2 separate regions of the Hordeum vulgare genome follow, and region 1 is linked to region 2. Evidence: chromatin contacts called from public Hi-C data. All regions are on one chromosome and are shown on one strand. The core of a region is the stretch at or near the end of the contact, and the rest is flanking DNA. Distances in the headings are between cores, read along the strand shown.

Region 1 (5,813 bases), core at 3,125-5,624, 240 kb after region 2:
CAAATGTGGACTTGATACCCTTTTAGACATATGTTGTAGACGACTTAGTGGAGAGACAAAATTCCTATTTTATAAACTATTTACATCTTTAAAGCAACTTTAATGGAGCGATCCATTTCATCCGCGGTCATTCGTTTGGATTCATACGAACAAAAGTAATGGCCCAACATGCGGACCCATTGCTAAAACGCGCTCGCTTCGCATCCTTGCCGACCCATTTTCGGCTCAAATTTGGGATTGAAATGAGTCGGCGCGGACGCGAAGCGGACGCGCGCGTATTCTCGGTGTCCGCATGTGACCGGCCTGACCCACTTGTCACACAGCCACCCAGCCATATATGTCTGTTTATTTAATTTGTTGGCCCGCCTCCTCCCACATTTCTTCCGTTATTATATTGCCATAGTATCGTTGTCCGGTTGCTTTTCGTTGGATGCATATGTTGATCCATTTAAAAAAACCGAATACGAACAGATCGACGGACGACCCAAACAAACGAAAACAGAACAAAATCGCCGTCTGTTTGAATCAGTCCATTAAAATTGCTCTTACATATTTGATAAAGTTAGCCTAGTTCGTCCTTACTTTCCCATCCAACAAAACGACTCATAGTCATTTCATGTCCAGTAGACTATTAAAAAGCATAACATGAGTCTTTTATAATTCACCCCCTCGTTTGAGAGCTTCCACTTCTCATAGTTGTGGCCTAAGCTTATTTGAAGCCTAGTCTAAAAAACCGAACCGGACTGGCGGTCGGGCTGGATAAACCAAAACCGGCAGCTTTATCGGGCTTTTAAATTAATAATACCGTACTGCAATCAGACCAAAGAAAACCGATCAAACCGACTGGTTTTTTAGAAAACCGGTGAAAAATCGGGTCATTAAACCAAAAAAAACAAGAAAATATTTTAATACAAATTGAGAGACGTGAGATTCGATCTCAGGTTGTGTGAGCAATATGCGAGGCCTGCCCACAATTCTATAACCATCTCGGTTGTGCTACTTTTTATTCACTATATAAAAAAATTATTTGATCATTGTTTCACACCATATTAGCACATATATTACTTAACATTTATTTATTTTTCCTTTAAAAACCGACAAGCGTACCAATGAACCGGCGGTCCGACTAGTAAAAACCTGAACCGACAACATTTTCGATTCGATTTCCGGTTCGCTGCTTTTTTAAACTATGATTTGAGGTGATCTCTCTCATCTAAGCTCCCCCACCCCACCGCAAAATTCCTAGTAGTCCTCAAGAAAGATTATGTTGTCATCAATGGCTCTTTCACATAAAGCGGAGTTCCACACAAGCTCAAGGATACACCCTTCTCCTTGGCGATCATATTTGATTAACGAACAATCTTGTCTAACAGTTCAAGTATACAAATATACGATGACGGGCTGAGCGTTCGGTATAAACCGAAATTTCGGTTTCTACTGTTCGGTATTTTTTGAAATTCGGTTAGGAAAACAAAAAACCGAAAATTATAACTAAAAACAGCTAACCGAAAATTCGGTTAACCGATTATTTCGATTCGGTCTTCGGTTTATACCAAAAACACGGCGTCTACGTAATTGTGATCAAACTGCAGCAGCGGCAGGCCTATTATATAGCCCAAAATCCCACCCTTAACTTCTCAACTAGGCGAGGTGGGACTAATGTAGCGAGAAGTCCCTCGTGGCTGTTGCATGCTCGCACGCACGAGCACATAGGGCAAAAAACAGCTCACGTGGAGTTGGGCCTTCAATCATTTTGCATGTGCTGGATTAGGGTCCACATCGTATCACACGCGGAGGCAGCAGCCTGGTAGTTTCCTGGCGCTAGCGACACGGGATTTGGTACAGCCTCGCTTTGCACTGCTTGCTTACGTCTATTGGGTGTTCGTTCGGTTAACCGGGATAAACACCGAACCGAACAAATTGTGTTCGGTTAGTGAACTTCAAAACCGAATTTTTCCGTGACCGTATAAAAAACCAAAAATTCAGTTTATTCGGTTTCGGCATCGGTTCGGTTTTCGGTTCGTCGGTTTTTATGCCCACCCTGAGATGACCCATCACGCGGTTGTATTAACCTTGTTGTCATGAGTTTTGCTTCCATACGCCCTTCATACAACAACTTACATATTTTGATGCAGATCAAATGTAAAGACTATAAGATAGCCCTTCAATAAAAAATATTAGATTATTTTAATATCTTGTTTGATGCGTTGGGAAAATAGATATTCCGAAAAGATAACGTCCATGCGTGTAGGTGTTTTCCAAACCGTTCACACGCATGGATTGCCATCCGTTTGTGGTTGCACGAATCTTGTCAATTTTTGTGAGATTTTTTATGCCACGTAGGAAGGGGCTGGTGTGTGGACGTTTATCAGTTCGTCCACACGCATGTTTCGTGCACGCAGAGCTCACGACTGCCAACCCGACGTGTGATGGAACTGGCGTCGCGCGCATCGTCCGCGTGTCGTGCGTGCATGCGTGTCACTTGTCATGTCTTTCCGGTGTTATATGGCAACTGAGTGGAACTATCGTGCCCGCATGCGTGTCAGTTGACATGTCTTCCTAGTGTTACATGATAACTGCGTGAAACTGCCGTGCGTGCATGCGTGTCACTTGTCATGTCTTCCCAGTGTTACATGGCAACTAAGTGGAACTGTCGTCGCGCGCCCACACGCGTGTGAGTTGTCATGTATTTTCTAGTGTTACATGGCAACTGAGTGGAACTGCTGTCGCGCGTCCACATGCACGTACGTCTGTCAATCGTCATGTCTTTCTAGTGTAACATGGCAATGCAGTAGTTTAGACATGACGACTGCAGTTGAGCAGTCATGGCAACTGTAGTTGTCCAGACATGCCAATTGCAATTAAACAAACAGTTCTCACGGTTCAGCAACCATGACAAGTGTCACGCGGGGGCTTGCGGGGCCGCGAGGTGACAGGCCAGATGTGCGGGTCGCGAGGCAGAAGGTCGGATGCGTGTGCGTTAGATGTTTTGTCCAAACGTAGACGTGTGAGTTGTTTTTTTTGCACACCACACGAGATATGTGAGAAGACTTTTTTAACGCCCACATGTGTGGGCAATATCAGGACCCTAGATATTAGAATTAGTTAATCGTGAACGCGTGAAAGTGCTCATCTTATAAATAAATTGAAGATTCGTGCAAACTTTTAAGGGATTTTGCAAAAACGACGCTAGCTCGCACCAAAGCACACGTTGACCTTACCAACGATCAATATTTACCCCTCTCTTACATTCTTTTCCTTCGAGCGAATCTTATGCTCCTCTTTACTTCATTGATTGCAATTGCCAACATGATTCCAACCTGCCTCTATGGGAATCACCTAGCTGGGACCTGAGAGACATGTATTCCAACACGTTCTTTCTGGTCTTGGGTCTAGCAAAATGTTTTTTTTTTTTTTGAAATGGGCTAGCAAAATGCTTGGACGGGAGAACAACGGGTAACTTATACAATCCCGTTTGATTTTCTTTATTTACAATTACATACAGATCCCCCAATTTTCTGTCTAGATGAAACGTTCTTTGTCTTCATCATTTCCTGTATGTATTTAACGGGTACATCCAGGATCATCTTACTTGAGAAATACAGTACGTGACACCTGATGCGTTGCGTGTCAGGCGCCGCGCAACGACCAGGGTCGTGGCCTCATGGGCTGCGGCACCCGCCGCTCTATCCGCTCCTGTGATCATCCGCAGAGACCTTTTCGGATAGCCGTTTGGCTGCGTTGTGGAGAGGGAGATATCAGGTTATGGACGTGCGTAGGGATGCTTTGAGCCTTGACCCCCGAGCAGAAACAGCCGGCTCGTGGATGGATCCGATGACAGCGGCCAGAGCGGAGCGACACGACCATCTTCCACGCCGCTATCAACTTGAAGAGAAGAGATATGGTGCGCACCAGGTAACGCATGAGCGATGTGCAGCCGATGTCGTCTTCAAGCTTCAATGGCGCGTGGCGCCAAGGGCAGGCTCCGTGCTGCCACCAATTCAGCCGAGGATCAACTCTGAAACAAGAAAGGCTGCTAAATTTGATATAAAAAAAGGCTGCTAAAACCAACGTTTTTCGCCGTTTTTACATTGCCATCGGCTGGTTGTTGGCCTCCACAGAAAACTAGTATTGTTTATCGCGTCTTCACGACGGTGTTGTAGACGTTTTTTTTCGTCTTCTTCTTTAGGGATGACTCCTTTACAAGTGCAGATCTTTGCGCAGGACATAATCGCCATCTCAATTATGCGTTCCGTTACAGAAAGTACCGCAGACTACTCTAGCACGCGTCTTAAACTAAATATAACAACTCCCCTTTAAGCGATGCCCACTCGCTGATTATGCTCAAGCTAGCTCCGCCGCTGCTTCGCAGATGCTTCGACGCCAAAAGCAAGCCGATATGATTCGCGGAATTTGTACCCGCGTGGCTCCTCAGTGCTCCCTGCACAGGGGGTCAAAAATAGCTGTGAGAGCGAAAGAAGAGAATCATACATTATATCCCATGGACCATTGAAGAAGAATAGGGTCAAACTATCAACCACCCACCCAGAGTCATGGAATCGCCGGAGTGTTTCCTTCACGTAGAATCACATCAGATTGTGAGTGTCTAACTCCCAGGTGCAGTGGTCGCCGGCGCCAGGAAAGGCGCCGGACATGGCCGGAGAAGCCTGTCAATTGTGAGGGGGGAGACTGGAGGGAAGTCATTAGGCACAGTAACTTTTGTTTGGTGGGATGACGGTTTTGTTTCTTCGTACAGGATTAAGATGTATATTGCCACCTCAATCGATCGTGCTATCCAAGGTCACAGGTGCACTGTGCGGCTGTGCTATTCAGACGTGCGAATCCTGGTACGGGAATGACAGGTGGAATCAAGCCTCAGACCTGACGACCTGAAGACTTCTGGTGGTTGTAGTGATCATTTATGAAGCAATGTAAATCCGGCAAGACACAGGTTAATGCCGACGAGGCAATGGTTTCAATGCCGCGGAGTCCTCCGATAGCCGGTTTCTCCCAGTACCGAGCTTAAAATTTCATGTGGAGACTTGGTACTTGCAAAGTTGCTGGTGGCTCCCGCGCCACTCCCGCGACGGCCCGAAAGGAAACCCTAGCTATTGCCGCCAGTCTCCCCTCCCCCCTTCCCTCGCCACCGTCGGATGGCGTCGCCGCGCAAAGCCCGTGCGGCGTCGGAAATGACGGGGCCATTTTCGTCGGTCTCGAGCCGTGGGATGGACATGGCGGGATGCTATTCTTAGGCAGATGTGAGGACTTGCGCGGCGGCGTGTGTCGATAGCGTCGAAGTTGGCGCACGGTTGGCCCGTGACGACGCTCTGATGGAGGTGGCTCGGGTTGTGGGGGCATTCCGCCCAAATCTCGGCTCCTCGCATGCGGCTGGGCGCGAGGTGGGAGCGAAAGATGTTGGTCGGGTCGGGGGCTTGGTGCGCCGGCGATGGCTCGCGGGGAGGTTTTGCCTGCTGTCGTGGTTTTGTCATGGCAGATGATGTGCTGTCGGGATGTGCAGCGCCATTGTCATGCGTGGATCTGGCACGGGCGGGAGCCGACGACGCGGGGTTGTGCGGATCTGGTGCAGTCGCCGTCGCGCGAGGCGGAGGGGAGGTGTGTGACAGAGCGTGCACACGTGGCTTGTTGTTGCAGCGAGCCCACTTGGAGGTGGTGGCCGGATGCAGCGTTTGGCGACGGATCCGGCTCAGGAAAGTGCGGCGAGCGGATTGCTATGAGGATCTGGCGCGGGGCGGCACATGGTGCCTGTGGCCGGCTCGCGGCCGCGGGCGACGATGGCAGGGCAAAGACGGTCG
Region 2 (5,766 bases), core at 2,474-4,973:
TTAGGAGTACAGCTATGACGAGTACCTGGATTGTATAGAAACAAGTATGATATTAACAATTTTGCATTTTTCCAAACATATGGAGGCACGTATTCGCAGACACTGCATGGCTAAGCTCGAGAATATGGTAATACATAAAAATGAGTACCTTCAGGTTGCTTAGCATCTTCACAGTCGAGGGGTTGAAGTATAACTGCATCCGAAGTATAAGAAGATATTTTAGATAACAGAAGAATCACTTCCGGCCTCTGCATCTAGGATGCACCCAGCCTTTTTACAAAAATATAATATTTGTAATTAAACCAATGTCATACGGAAATACTAAAAGGTACAGCAGAAAATATAGCATGGTGTGCATTGATTCAATATATAATGATATAAAGGCAGTAAAGGCTCCATGTCCGAACTCAAGAAAAAAATCCAAAAAAATGGATAAATGAGAAAATTAGGATTTGTTCATCATCTGTACTCCTACTATGAGATTTCTGCCTTTAGAGTATTCCGTTGTTTGACAAGGAAACAAAAATAAAAGGCAGAGCTAAAAGAACTATCAGAAAATCATCGAAGGACAAGAGTACAACTTGGCACCCAAAAAGAAATCCTGCTGTTTGGTTGATACAAGTTACCAACAAAACTGATTTGAATCCAGCTGGCTGAATATTAAATTTGAAGCGACTTTTTGAATTCATTAGTTAAAATGTATGGTTTGATCCTCCCAGATGAAGGTGATAAGAGCATCTCCAGTCGCGTCCCCAGCCAGCCCTCCCAAGCGCCTTTTTTAGCGCCGGCAGGGAAAAATCGTCCCAGCGGCGCCCCCAGGACGTTGTTTTGCGCCGGATTTGGCCAAAAATAGCCCCGGCGATCCCAGGCCAAACCCAGCCCCCCCGGGGGGCGCTTGGGGGTGTCTATTTTTGCATACACAAACCCCACCTGTCAGCCTCTCTCCTCTCTCTCTCTCCTTCCTTTTTCTGCTAGGCCTACCATGTGCATGCAAAAAAGGAACCTCTCCTCTCTCTCTTTCTCTCTCCTCATGTGACCAAAAAATTTCCTTCTCGAGAGGACTCTGTTGAGCATTAGTTACACTGTAACATAATTATCAAAGATGCATACGTCTTATACATATAAATTGATAAACTACATCAAAATAACTGTAGGTTCTGTAAATATCAGGAGTGCCGAAATATTTACTGGAGAAAATACAAGTACATTTCACAGAAGAATGGGAGTTCAGCTAGTTCAATGAACATTTACCTGCATGATAAACTTTAAGTAGTTGTTGATGGCGTATAGTAGAGCGGGAATAGCTAAGAGTACGTTGTTACGGGCTGCCTATAAAAAAAAGGAATTGACAGATGAAACAGTTAGTTGCCATACTAGGTACGGAGCTATAATAAATAAATACTCCCTCCGTCCCAAAATAAGTGTCGCTGCTTTAGTACAAAATTTGTACTAACTTAGTACAAAATTTACGTCACTTATTTTGGGACAGAGGGAGTAAGATGCATGAAAACTGAAAGCAAGTCAGTTGGGCATAAAAACAACAAAAGAGATGAGCACCAATTGTCCCAAGGAATTGAAAACAAATAGAAACATTCTACGTGTGGTTTAACATTAGAAACAGAAGTAACCTCAATAATTGTGTACATGTTGAGCACAGTAACAAGAGAGTGCTAGTCGTCCTATGTTCTAAAAGATAAATCACCTGTACAAAGGTCGAAACTGACAGAAGTGACTTCTCCCCAACCTTCTGTTTTCTAGACTGTCAAATAGAGAAGCAACAACATTAGGGAGGTAACCCTTCAACACAATAGAACACACAATACCTTGTCATGCATAAATCCATTACTGCTGTTCTGCCAAAAAAAAATGAAATTCTAGTTTCTACAACACTTCGATTGACCGTTGCCTGTATTGCCAACGATGCACTAAAGAAGTTGGTGGTTCATAGCAGGATAGTATACAGATACAGATACAAGGAGTGAAACACAAATAACGAGTGAGGAAAGGATATTGGCCGGCAAGAACTAACCTCGATTATTAGCATTATCATAGCAAAGAAAACTTTTGTAACTTCTGTCAAAAAGTTAACACTGATGGGACTGAACTGAAATTTCCCATCAACCTTGCACATAAAGACTAGGATAGGCTGCAGAGCAAAATAAATTATTAGCAAAATTGTAAATTGTCTGCAATCAGATACAAGCTACAGATTGACTACATGTTTGTACGAACTCCACATTAAAAATGTACAGGTAGTCGTAAGCCGATTTAGTATTTACTCTAGGTGGAACGCTGCCGGATCTGCCAATATATCTTTTTGGCAAATTGATGAAAATTCATTTTTAAGGGAAACAGCAATTGAGCTTATGACAGCACTAGAGCATGAAGTCCACAGATGGTAGCCGTGTTTGGGAAATTCAGAAGAAAAAAATCTCTGGCAAATTGAGAGCACAAGCAAACCTAAATTACTAGAAGAAAGACATAATCATACATCCATACTCTATCAGAAGAAGCACATAACATGGATTCTGATTCCCATTATAGTGTTACATTTTTCCAGTAAACATATGCCACATTCTCAATCCCATCCAAACAGGCGTTAATGAAATACCTGAAGGCCGACCAAGACGCAGTCCCCGGACACAAGAAGGAAGTTGAGCACACGCTGTTTGGATGATATCTTGCTCTTGTGCTTGTCATATGCCCTTGATATGCTCCTGGGGGTCGCCACCACCTTGGAGTGGCAGACGCTGCATTCCATCACCCCATTCCTCTGCATCTTCTCAAACCAACCAGGACCAGCAGCACCACAAACAGCACCGGTAAGATATATATATCACTCTATAGCCGTGACATGTAAGGATTCCCTGCGCACACCTGTGTCCAAGACATAAAATTCAAAATGAGCAAACTAATCACTGCAAACCGAGTAACTACTACTCCCTCATTCCAAATTATAATATGTTTTAACATTTTTTTAATCAGATGCATGTAGACGTGTTTTAGAGTGTCTGTTCTCTCATTTCAGTTCGTATGTACTATGTAGTCCATATTGAAATATTCAAAACGTCTTATAATTCGGAACAGAGGTGATATTAGTTAGCATTTCCCTCCAAATTCACAACATTCCGCAGATTCACATATATCAGAGCCGAAATGAAATTTAACAAAAATAGCATGGCCGTGAACATAAAAACACATACTAACTTGCAAAGCCCGATATGACCCCCCATGAGCAGCTAGCTAGCTAATCCATGGAAGATCACAGAACTCCTAAAAAACACGCGACATAGCTACTGAGTCCCTGTCAAATGCAGAGCAACCGCGTGCTGCTGCCTACACCACTGGATCACAAGTCCAGAGTCAGACTACCCAAAACAAGTTCCAGCATCGCAGAAATGAGGCGAAAGACGAAGATATAAGAGGAACTCGTGCCCTCGACTGTACCTCGGGGGAGGTGGGATCGGCGGGCGGGATCTCGCAGATCTAGCCCCGCCGGAGCACAGGGAATCTGGCCCTGCCGGCTAGGTGCGGTCGGGGTTGCTTCGGCTGCGCTGCCGGCAGGCGCGCGGGTGCTTGCGTGGGCGGGGCGGCGGGTGGCGCTGCGGGATCTCGGGTCCGGGCGGGCGGGAGGGAACAGGGAAGGGAGGTGTGAGCGCGGAGGTGGAGCCGTGGACGGGGAGGTGGCGGTGATGACGGACGGGAGGAAGGCGGGTGCGCCTCCGGTCTATTTATTTTGCGTTTCGGGATTTGTTTTGGTCTCCTTCCTCTTTGCTGGAGGAAATGTTGGAAAGTCCCCGAGATTTACATCTTTCTTGTAGTCAGCCAATGCATGTTTTGTTCAATCCTTTCTTTTCTTCTCTTTTTTTTGAAATAAATCATGGATATGCATAATGGTATGCCCTCCATCCAAACACATATGATATGCATAAAATGGTATGCCATCCATCCAAACACATATGGCCTAATACAAAGTGCTTCAAGATTTGATTTGACCATCGCTTTGATCAATAGTAGATGAGATGTACGCTATAAAAATTATAGTATTGAAAAATCCTTTGAAATATGAGTTCAATGGTATGCTTTATGTGATATATATCTCATACTTTCTTTGTTCCTAAATAATTGTTGTTGATAAGAATTAAACTAGTTCTTCTCAACTACAGTTTTTTTTAATACAGAGGAAGTACATTATTAATATTATGGATGGTTAAATGTAAAAAACAAATGCTTATAAGTCCATATATGGATGTGATGAACAGTAAAATCGCTAAAAAAATAAAACAAAATCAAAAAAACTGAACTTTTTTGCAAGCAAGATGCTCAAATGTGTAATCTCCGTACAAATTTTGATGAAGTTTGGACATTCGAGGAGCCCGTGACAATAAAAAAATTATCTTTTTCGCACGGAGTTCAAACATAGAAGCATCTTACACCACAAAAGGGATTTTTTTTTTCTTTACTGTTCACTCGGTGCATCTGAGCTCGGGTTTGAGATTGAATAATCGGTCATATATATCAAATAAAGAGAGTGCTATAAGATGTAGGGCCAGTTCTTTTTTCTACAGAATCAAGATTCTGAAAAATTCAGAATCTGCTTCTTACAAAATTTGTCGTCCATTTCTTTTCTAAGATTGCAGTTTGAAATTATGGATTGAGTTGCGTGTTGAAATGTCGGTATTGCCCTTTGTTGTTTTAAAAGGTATTCTACCATTACCACTCATCATCCTCACATTAGCATCGAACAACAACATTTACCCATCGAATACCACTATTTATCTGGTATCAAAATATCACAGTAGAAAATACAGGAGAAAGAGAGGAACACCATATTCATCTAACAACATCATTCATAAAAATTCGTACGCTACCATCATCTAATAGTGTGTACTCTTTGTCAACATCGGCATTCTTCCATCTGATAGCATATAGAAATCTATTTATCCATTCATCTAACAACAACACACGGGAGGCTTCAATCCATCCATGCAGCTAGCAATTAACATACAAAATAGAGGAACAAAGTGATGATTGCCGTGGGTTGTACGAAGGAGATCGCTGGGCGACTGATTTGCTTCAAAGAGAGGGATGGCTGGCTGCGTCGGCGTCTGGTGGAGGCAGAGGGGCCACGGCCGTCGCTGTTGTCTAGAGGCGGTAGGGGAAGATGGGGTACGGAAGGAGTCGGGACCGGTGGCGATGAGGAACGGGCCGGCGTAGCCGATGTCCAGGATGGCGAGGCGAGGCCGGCGGAGACGTTGGAACCCTAGCGCTGACCCTGCTCGAGGTCGCGCGATCCAGACGTGGGTAGGTCGATGGCATTTTTGTCGTAATAACCTGCTGCAACAGAGACACTTTTTAATTCGAACCATTTCTTTTGAGGGAGTAGCCAAAATCTTGAGATTCTGGGAAAATCCAACTATTTTAAAGATTTTGTATTGCACTAGGATTCTACAGAATCCTCTCAAGATTTTGAAGACGCAATCGAGTTCTTTTGGCTGCAGATTTTTCAGACCAAGATTCTCTATAATCTGCTTAAAAGAACTGGCCGTATACACCTGCAGAGTTTGGTGCAAAAGCATATTACTACGTGCCAATGTAAAAGGACTAAAATAGTGCAATTTGCAAAGTGAACCAATAAAGTTAGAGCATCTTCAAAAAAAGTTTTTTACATCTCAAAAAAGAGACAACTCCAACAGATGATGTATATTGGAGATGTACAAGTGCAACTCCAATAGATGGTGTATTTGAAGATGTAAAAACTAGTCA

What was found. Hi-C and Micro-C count contacts between places; a contact is called where the count stands out from the background.
Region 1: a Hi-C map of leaf shows a contact between it and region 2, with 9 times the contacts expected there. The contact joins the enhancer-like site here to the promoter of LOC123427087 in region 2. A contact is called at or near these places in 2 of 6 Hi-C or Micro-C datasets (leaf and seedling).

The regions. Positions count from the first base shown.
Region 1 is chr2H:538,751,342-538,757,154 of MorexV3_pseudomolecules_assembly, forward strand. No RefSeq gene overlaps it. Among protein-coding and RNA genes, the nearest start is that of LOC123427091, 58 kb to the right of the region's middle. Within about 2 kb of position 4,375, at least 1 of the 3 cell types and tissues checked has open chromatin away from gene starts, as enhancers often do. A contact at or near this core is called in leaf, where this site is marked.
Region 2 is chr2H:538,511,126-538,516,891 of MorexV3_pseudomolecules_assembly, forward strand. It overlaps LOC123427087 (CMP-sialic acid transporter 4), which reads right to left and starts at 3,724. Exons shown (of 16, transcript XM_045111040.1): 1 at 3,448-3,724; 2 at 2,612-2,877; 3 at 2,030-2,146; 4 at 1,703-1,759; 5 at 1,252-1,329; 6 at 149-193; 7 at 1-25. The coding sequence starts at 2,779.